2 separate regions of the Danio rerio genome follow, and region 2 is linked to region 1. The links are chromatin contacts, called in public HiChIP or PLAC-seq maps. All regions are on one chromosome and are shown on one strand. Each heading gives the region's core, a stretch centred on a gene start, on an enhancer-like site or on the middle of the called end of the contact. The rest is flanking DNA. Distances are from core to core; before and after follow the strand shown.

Region 1 (5,314 bases), core at 64-2,563:
TCGATTCTTTTACGTCATGGCGTTATTGCGTCACTGACGTGGCAACGTAAACTAAAAGCTACTTTACATATTTTTGACATTTGCATTAATTATGTAAATAAATGCAAAAACTTACCTTTCTAGTACAACTTTTTACTATAATGGTAAAGTTTCATATGCGTAAAAATGGACTGGATCAAAGCCAAATTTTGTTCATTTCCTTTAAGAGACTGCGCTACTGCACAAGTTTGAGAACATTGTTAATTAAACAGCAAAGATGTGTAATAATCCTAAAGAATATGATATTTTTAATTACTGAATGTTTTTATGTACAATATGGCATATCAGTTTGTATATTACTATATAATTCTGTTTTTGTTGTTAAAAAATGGGATACGGCTATTGCTTTTTCTGACTCCTTTTTACGCCCATGTGTAATTTTTTAAGAAAAGAAGCTAAAAGCTAGTGACATAAATAAGTATTTTCTCCCTCTATGTAATTTAAATTTTTACATATTTTGCATATTTTAATGGCATCCCGACTGAGTTAGATGAGTTTAATAGTTCTATAAAAATCATTTAATTTCCTATAAAAACTATACCAGTGGCATTAATTCAATTAAACGTTTAGTAAAATTTATTGTTTAGACAAGAAGTGCTACAAATGTTCACAAACATTTTCAAATGAAGTTAAAAAAATAATAATAAAAATAAACAATTACTTTAAGTTGTAAATTATACTGGAAATCGATTGTAACTGATATGCTGTAGATTTGTGTAGGTTTTTGCATTTTATTATTTTTTAAAATCTATTTTTAAACCTTATACACACACACACACACACACACACACACACACACACATATATATATATATATATATATATATATATATATATATATATATATATATATATATATATATATATATATATATATATATATATATATATATATATATACACACACACACACACACACAAAATTTATATATAACGTTATGTACTCAAACGCTTTTTTGTTGACGATGTTTTATTAGAGTCAGCCATATTTATGTCTATGTGTGTATGTATTGTGTTTTACAATAAATGTTTTGCTTGTAAATGTTATGTTTTCAAATGAACAAAGCTGTTAATAAAACATCTGAATATGCATTTTATCAGTGATTAGTTAGGTTTTTGCTCAACTCGCTCTCTACGGTTCTCAGTTCAGTGAATCGGTGAAGTGTTGACTCGAGAACCGAGTCCTTTTCGTCTGCGAACCGTTCAGGCTGGGTTTATGAACAGGTTCAAACGATTCCCTGAGATGATCCGACTCAAATGAACGATTCGTCTACGAGTCGGACATCGCTACTCCCTCAGAGAAATTGACAGCAGCTGGGTCGCCTGTGTGAGCAAACCCGAAGGACAGACACGGCAGAAAATAAAACTCTGCCGTTGCAGTGGGCTCCCCCTTCCCCTTTCCCCCACCGTTTGAGCGAACATATCAGTAAAGCGACCCGGACGAGCTCTCTGACTCCGTTTCCCCGCTTTCACAGCGGAGCGGTCAGGACTTTTGTCAGTAGCTTAGCCGAGCTAGCGGGCTAACACGACTAGCTGGGTTCAGCTACAACAAGGAATTACAAATATTCCACCGAGAAACACTGAAGAATGTCGGGGAAGGATCAGAATAAACAATCCACCACCGAACGGCTCGTGAAAGGTACATTTTCTTTGTGAAACTGCGTTTTTGTACAGTTCGGGTGGGTTTTGTGTTAGCTAACGTAACCCGCTCTGGTAGCTGATGGGTGACATTCAGTTTATGTCTAATATAAATATAAGCAAGCGAGGACATCTGTTGTGTTGACTGACTTTTGGATAACTTAGAAAGTGAAATGACACATGTTGATGGCTAATTTGACAGGCTGGCTCGGGCTGCATGGGATGAATTAGCGTGAATTAAATGAGATCAATGAAGTTTTAAGCTCTAGTGTGCAAACATTACGCAGAGGCAAAGCTCTTATTAGTGAATTAGGCCATTATGGGATATTAGTGGAGATGCATGATACTTGTAGTGGTCTGGATATGCAAAACACGTGAAATTCATGAAAATGAAACTACCAAAGCTGTATCAAGCTTTGCATTGCAGGTCTTTGTATTTTTCACTTCTCTATATCTGGCGTTTTGGTCGTGTCTCTGTCTATAGATGCTGATTAGACAACAATTCTAAAATGAAGGATGTATGAAACTCCTTTTTAGTGTAAACAGGCTTTGGTTGACTTTGATATGCATTGCAATCTCATTTGCATGACATGAAATACTTTTTGAACGTAACAGTGTTATAAATCTTAAAATGAGAGGTTAATCATACTTGTGTGTGTGTGTGTGTGTGTGTTTGTCATATATATATATATATATATATATATATATATATATATATATATATATATATATATATATATATATATAGTGCTCAGCATAATTGAGTACACCCCTTTTTGAAATTAATTTCTTAGTGAATATAGGCAATGTATTTTGGTGTATTTAAACAAAATAGATTTATTAAGCAGATATATTTATTAAAATAATATTTTAGTTACCAAACATATTTAGAAATTGAAAGATGTTTCAATTAAATTAGAGCAAAATATAAAAAAAAAAAACAATCTACAAAATTTAAGCAAGATTTCTGTTCATTTTTTTTGCTTCTCTTGATTTTCCTCTTTTTTTTAAAAAAATGTATTTTATGTTTTTCTATTACATAAATATGTGTATACTAGTTTTTTTGGACTGTTATTGTAAGTTATTTTGTTAGATAAGCTCCAGATTTGCTTTCAGTACTGATTTTTAATGAAGACCGCATAAGTCAAGAATTCATTTGAATGATTTAGCCAGACATGTTTACTGTTCCAAAACATTTTAAATGTTTCTTAACATAAAGTATATTGTGTTTAAAAGGGGAAAAATGTTTTTTGATTTTACCCAGACATTTTAAAAGAATATATTTTAGAGCAGTAATTGCAATACTGCGAAACCATGATATTTTTATTCAAGGTTATCATACAGTCAGAATCTTATACTGGCCCATGACTACTGAGCACTATATATATAATCATTCATTCATTTTCTTGTCGGCTTAGTCCCTTTATTAATCCGGGGTCACCACAGCGGAATGAACCGCCAACTTATCCAGCAAGTTTTTACGCAGCGGATGCCCTTCCAGCCGCAACCCATCTCTGGGAAACATTCACACACACTCATACTCTACGGACAATTTAGCCTACCTAATTCACCTGTACCGCATGTCTTTGGACTGTGGGGGAAACCGGAGCACCCGGAGGAAACCCACGCGAAGGCAGGGAGAACATGCAAACTCCACACAGAAACGCCAACTGAGCCGAGGTTCGAACCACCGACCTTCTTGCTGTGAGGCAACAGCACTACCTACTGCGCCACTGCCTAATATATATATATACACACACATGATTAGTATATTTTTTGTTTTCTATTATATAATGAATAGGTATATACATCATAAATCAATTGGTTACATCTATTTTTAATATATTAGTACCTAAAAACTGAATAGGCATAAAAGTTTATTATGAGAGATGAAAATGTTTCACAGTTTATAATTTAATTGCTATGCACATTTCAAAATAAAAGATTAATGTAACTTTAAAAGCCTATTTAGCACTGTATGTTATTCTTGGTGGACTTATCAGAATGACTTATTTTATTAAGTCCACAGAGCCTTCACCCGCTTTATCAGTACACAAAAGTGCCTCTGTTAACATTAATTCAAATTACTGCAGTGCATTTGCTTTCATTCTCCTGCATCTATCGTTCTTCTGGCTTTCGGCAAGGGAATTTGAGAGAAGTAAATCCTGTGCTCTCTTGTCTGAAGGTAGAACTAAACTAATTGAACTTATCCCTGTGATCCCAATTAACCTCAAACAAATAATCCTACTTTAAAATCAAGGAAGGATTGACCTATGCTTAGGTAATTCATTTAAACATCAGCTCCCTATCAAGGGCTCATGGGAGTATCTCATGTTGAAGCGGTGAGACACAGTCGAGTAATGCTCTAATTGGATCATTAGGTCAGTGTCTTCATAGGCACCGAAGCACCCGGGGAACTTTGACTTGTTTTTGATTAAAACTACTGTGTCCGCTGACATATATAGTGTGTTCATGCCTCTCAGCCTCTTATTTGCCGCTGTCAGCTCGCTGTGTTTTAGCTGATCGGGCTCAATTAGACAGCCTCTGTAATGAGCTGTTGGCACTGGGCTCTTTAGTAGTTTAGTTCTGGAGCCGTAATGATTTGCGTCTTCCTTCCCGAGTCAGTCCATTCAGCAATCTAAATCGCTACAGACAAGAAAAAAACCCTCCTCATTAAAAAAAGAGCTCAGCCCTCATTCTGACTAGAATTGGAGATCTTCGTTTTTCAGGAGCAGTAGCATTTCAGCTTCAAATTGGTTCCAGGTTTCACTGAATGCCTCCTTTCAGTTTGAGCACTCCAACACCTGGATTTTGCGCTACACGTATGCGTAATTGCAGGCTGTCTGAAAAGTGTTTTTGTGGGATTTGTTTTGTCAACCGTGATGGCCAGACATGCATCTTATAGAAGTTCTGAACTAGAGAATTGTGCAAAAAGAATACAAGATAGAGAAGTGAATATGTTGTCTGTGAAATAATGTAAGGTGCATTCGCTTAATTATCTACATTTCAAGATGATGTTCTGTTCTGAAGCTGTTCACATCCTTCGGCTCAGAACTGTGTTTCTATGACAACACTAAATTAATCTGTAGAGAGGTCACATGGTACTAGTTTAGCTCTCAGAATATCCTTAGTATGAAACTTGTAATTGTGATCCAGATGAGTTGGAATCTTATTTTGGGGTTAAAAGATTGCGTGAACGCACCTTTAAAATGCAGTGATCCCTCTCAGACACTTTTTTTCAGTGCTTGTTTCTTAAAGCGCATTTGTCCATTGATGCTTAATATAAGGATTTTAAAGTCTTCTTTAAAGCCTGAGCCAGACCTGCCAGTTATGAGGTAAATCTCAATTTTTTTAAAGACATTTGAAAAAGTATTTTAAAATGCACCAAAGGTACAAGCTTTCAGGAAAGGGGATTACTCAACAAGTATTAAAAAATGCATTGAATGGGTTACTTACTTGCACACAGACTTTTAGTCAGAATTGTCATTCCATACAAAATCGCCACTTTTAAGATCTAATTTCTTTAAAAAAGCAGCAACCTTCACTGCCTGGCTTTCACTGGAAGTTCATCATTGGATGGAAAACACTAGCTGTGCATGCAGCTCATTGATGCAAACTAACGGTACCTTAACATAGG
Region 2 (5,151 bases), core at 1,693-4,192, 190 kb after region 1:
TTCTGTGGTGAGTTTCAACCAAAAGATTAGCATTTTTATATTAGTCAGGGAAAAACAACTGAGTAACACGTTTAGTAACAATCCATACTATAAGTACTGGCTTATTACCTGCCTATTAATAAATTAATAACTGTTTCTTAGTACTTATGAAGTATGATCTTATTTTACATTCCTAATCCCACCCAATACATAAATCCAACAACTGTCTTACTAAGTATTAATAAATAGAAAATTAGTTGGCAGCGGTGTGAATTGTACAATAAAATAATTTGTTTTCCAATACTGCTTTCAGTCTTTTCAGTAAAGGCTACTTTTTACTTTAAATTTTACTTCAGTTGTGTTTCAGAGACAATCGTTTATTCTCTTCACCTTCTTACTGACTATATCGTACTTCTTAGTTGTTAAGCAACTTCTTACTGACAATATCCTTTTTAATGTTAATTCATCTTTAATTTATTTATTAAAGGTTTTTAAATATGATATATTTAGATGCAGTCTGAACTATTTTTGTTTGGTGTTTCAAAGTTAATACAATATTATTACACTAATAATAACTTTAATGCATCAATTAATATCAGTGTCTCTTTACCAAATTCACTGGCACACATCTGATCCAGAATCAAATCTGTTTTCATCTCATTTTCACATGCTGGACAAACAGATGAGCCACCTGCAGAAGAAGAAAAAAGAGGAAAGATTCAATCCAAATGTCCTGCCACAGGGGATGAATGCAATAATGATTGTTCATTAGCTTGTTAGCAATTCTTCACAATATTACTTACATAATTTATATAATATATTCATATACAGTTTGTATATATAGTAAAATAGTTTAAATATTTATCAAATCATGTCCGGTAAAAAGGCACTTTTTTCCTTCTATTTAAACTCTTACAATAATATACAGTTTGCAAATTGATTACTCCATGTTTAGGACTTTGACACCACTTTAAAATATCTTGTGCAAAATACTGACATCAGTAACCTTGTCATTCATGCATCACAAACAGATTTTAGCACACAATTAGCATTATAAAACCATACACTACAGAAAAAAAGTGTTGACGCCTGCTGATTACTAATAATAATAGTAAGGAAATTTAAAACAATTTATTAAACAAAGATGCATTTAAATGAGAATTGTAAATGAACACTATTAAAACTATATTATATTTTACAGATAAGATTGACACTGTTTACTATAATGATTGTCTACAACACTCTGGGCTCCCCTACAGGGGTTCTTTGCAAACAACTAGAATCAGAATCAGTAAAAGCTTTATTTCCAGGAATGTTTACACATAAGAAGACTTTGTTTTCATGGCAGAGGTTTCCACAGTGCAACACAATGACAGCGACAGTTAACAGAATCACTAGAATAAAAGCAGTTTTAAATTTTTTATGAACCATTTTAAGGTCAAAATGATTAGCCCCTTTAAGCTATTTATTTTTTCGACTGTCTGTAAAACAAACCATCTTTATAAAATTGCTTGCCTAATGACCCTAACCTGTCTAGTTAACCTAATATCCTAGCTAAGCATTTAAATGTCACTTTACGGTGTATAGAAATGTCTTGAAAAATATTTAGGGAAATATTATTTACTGTCATCATGGCAAAGATAAAACAAATCCGTTATTAGAAATGAGTTATTAAAAAATTAAGTTCAGAAATGTGTTGAAAAAAAATGTTCTCCGTTAAACAGAAATTGGGGAAAAATAAACAGTGGGCTTATAATTCAGGGGGCTAATAATTCTGACTTCAACTATATACAATTTGAAAAGTGTATGTATGGAATAATATATATACAATTTTGTATTTAAAGCTGTATTATGTGGAAATTGTTGTTAAATGTTAACTATGTGTGTTGTTAAAATAAATATGTATAGTTTGTTTGACAATTTTTATCAATAATTCATAAGATGGACAGAGAAAAATCATAAAAAAATGTAAAAATGAATCCTGAAATGAATGAAAAGATCTAGCATTTTATTGAGATAAACATGTTGTTAGTATTAAATAATTAAACAATAATATAACAAAAATATTAACAAATGAAATTTATGTACAAAATATTATTAAATGAGATTCAAATAAATCATTTAAATCATTTAAATTTTTGATTTAAATAAATAAATACTTAATAATAATAATAAAAACCTGATTAAAATGTTAAAGTCTTAAAGTTTTTTTATGTAAAGTAGCTAAATAAAATTACATAAAGTAAATACATAAATACAATAGCCTATTTAGAAACAGCGTAACTTAACAGAAAAATTCTATGTTTAATATACAGGATTAAAAAGCAGAATAACGAAAAATTCAATACAAATACACACATAAACTCACCTGCGATTAAGTCTGTTTCATTACTCTTGGTGGCGTTCGATGAAATGCAAACCTCGCCCAAAGGAAACTTATCACATCTGAGCATTTCTGGCCAGGGAAAGCCAAACGCCTGCATGATGGGGGCACAACTGTCCCGGACAGCCTCGCAGAACCAGCGGCACGGGTATAGGGGTCTGTCGAGGCACACTGGGGCGAAGAGCGAACAGAGCAGGACCTGTGTGCCCTTGTGACAGGCTTTGTGCACCAGCGGAACCCAGCTGACCGCCTGCTGCTTCACCTCCGCGATGGTCTCATGGTCCAGTAGATTGGGGAGCATCATCCTCCCGTAGCCAACGTTAAAACACAGCCTCAGGTCCTCGGGAATGTCCACACACGGCGGGTGTTTGTCGGAACTGTCCGGTGGCCAGATGTAGTCCTCATCCTCCAAGGCATTGAGCAGCGGCAGACAAAGAAACGGAGCGATGGAGAGCCACAGCTTCAGGGCAAGGTTCTTCATGGCACAAGGACGAAAATACTGTACCGAACAGTTATATCCACATGCGTCGCTGTGTTAAGAGCTCTGTTTGCATTAGTACGCTACCGCGCGCACTCGTCCTCAGTCTCTTCAGTTTTGATAAGTGTTGGGCGCGCGCTGCTTTTCGGTGCGCGTCGCGAGAGTTAATGAACGCGTTTCAAAGAAACAACCAATAGTAATGCAACCGGCTTGGCTTAACGATAGGATTGCTCAATGCTCTTGAATGACAAATTACCTTTTTTATGCAACGCGAAACTGAATCTATTATAGTTAACCCTTTTGCGCCTGTTTGGTAACAAGTAGCCTATATGCTGTGCGCGTGGGAAACAGACTTAAACATTTCTGTCTAATGATGATGCTGATGATGATCAATTCACGAACGAATCACTCATTTTGGGTCGAAGGGGTCGTAAAAGCATGAAGGGTCGGGTTTGTCATATTTACAATACATTGTGAATACACTTTTAAAGTACATTTTTTGATTTCTGTGGTTTCTTAAATAAATACAGAAGAAACGTTGCAAAGGAAACAAAACTGCTAAATTATTAAGCAGGCATTTAACAGAAATAATGTACAGTGTAGAATATTAACTCATGGTGCAGTGGAAAAACAATAATAGCCTACTGTGTATGACTCCCATGAGCTTGGACGACTGCATACATCCATCTCTGCAATGACTCTAATAACTTGTGAATAAAGTCATCTGGAATGAAAAAAAATCATTTTTGCAGGACTCCCAGAGTTCATTGGGATTCTTGTAATTAATTTTCAATGCCTCCTCCTTCACCTTACCCAGACATGCTTAACAATGTTCATATCTGGTGACTGAACAATCCTGGAGCACCTTGACCTTCTTTGCTTGCAGGAACTTTGATGTGAAGGCAGAAGTATGAGAAGGAGCACTATCCTGCTGAAGAATTTGCCCGCTCCAGTGGTTTGTAATGTAATGTACAGCACAAATGGCTTGATTCCTCGAGCTGTTGATGTTGCCATCCACTCTGCAGATCTCTCTCACGCCCCCACACATAATGTAACCCCAAACCATGATTTTTTTCTTCACCAAACTTGACTGATTTTTGCGAGAACTTTAGGTCCATACAGGTTCTAATAGCTCTTCTGCAGTATTTGTGATTATGGAGGTGTAGTTCAACAGATGATTCATCTGAAAAGTCTATACCTTCTGTCACTTTTCCAAATAATCAACTAAAAGTCAAGTTATTATTGGTTGCTCTTACAACTGGAATTGACGACAAGACTTTTGTCGGGTAGAGTATATGTTTAGATTGTGTACTTTTTAGAAATTTGCAAAAATGAGGGGTGGGGGGGCTTAAAACAAAATAAACTATACATTTTTACAATTGATTAAAAACAGAAAAAATATTTTAAAACAAGCATAAATGAACTAAATCTAGAATTATTAAAGATAATAGGCTCACACTTTATTTTATTGTACTATTGCTATTAACAGTGGTGTAAAGTAACTAATTACAAGTACTCAAATTACTGTAATTGTGTAGTTTTTCTCAGAAATTATAATTTACTAAATAGTTTTAAAAATGTGTACTTTTCCATGAGTAAATTTTTTCATTCAATCAAATATCAAATATCAAATCTTAAAGTGATTTTAGTACCACCGTAAGTAGCTATTGTAGTTTTTAATGGTCTGAATTAGTGTTTATTTTTTTTGTTATTATATATATATATATATATATATATATATATATATATATATATATATATATATATATATATATATATATATATATATATATATATATATATATATATATATATATATATAGTTTATTTAATTGTTTGAACTTGTGGTTTATAAAGATGTCTACATATTGTCTTTGAGATTTTAGAGATCTGAGCTTTAGTGTGTCAGCTCATCATTTATGAAGCTAGTATTTTTACCTCTGCCGTTTCTTCTGGAATCTACCACTGGCACTTGTGTAAGTCCCAATAGGTACATCATTAGTTTAGGGTATATCTAACAGGCAGTATTTGGTCTAATTAATCTATTAATTGTTCCAGAGCAAAAAGTTGTTGCTGAGGATTTAATTTGCTTTTAAAAAATGGTCAGTGTTTTACTGATGCTGATTTCAGTGCAGGTTCTGCCAGCGATGAGAGAATGTCTTTATGAGTGAGTCAGTATATTCATTCACTCATTCATTTTCTTTTCGGCTTAGTCCCTTTATTAATCCAGGGTCACCACAGCGGAATGAACCGCCAACCTATCCAGCATGTTTTTATGCAGCGGATGCCCTTCCAACCCCAACCCATCTCT

What was found. HiChIP or PLAC-seq counts read pairs in DNA pulled down with a chosen protein or histone mark.
Region 2: an H3K4me3 HiChIP or PLAC-seq map of gastrula embryo shows a contact between it and region 1, with 2.7 times the contacts expected there. The contact joins the promoter of sfrp1b here to the promoter of ppp3ccb in region 1. A contact is called at or near these places in 2 of 4 datasets of contacts at active chromatin or transcription factors (embryo and gastrula embryo).

The regions. Positions count from the first base shown.
Region 1 is chr10:25,047,931-25,053,244 of GRCz12tu, forward strand. It overlaps ppp3ccb (protein phosphatase 3, catalytic subunit, gamma isozyme, b), which reads left to right and starts at 1,314. Exons shown (of 14, transcript NM_001080594.2): 1 at 1,314-1,678. The coding sequence starts at 1,627. All of the region lies in intron 1 of htr7b (5-hydroxytryptamine (serotonin) receptor 7b), which reads right to left.
Region 2 is chr10:25,232,479-25,237,629 of GRCz12tu, forward strand. sfrp1b (secreted frizzled-related protein 1b) reads right to left here and starts at 2,943. Exons shown (of 3, transcript NM_001083571.1): 1 at 2,348-2,943; 2 at 590-670. The coding sequence starts at 2,843.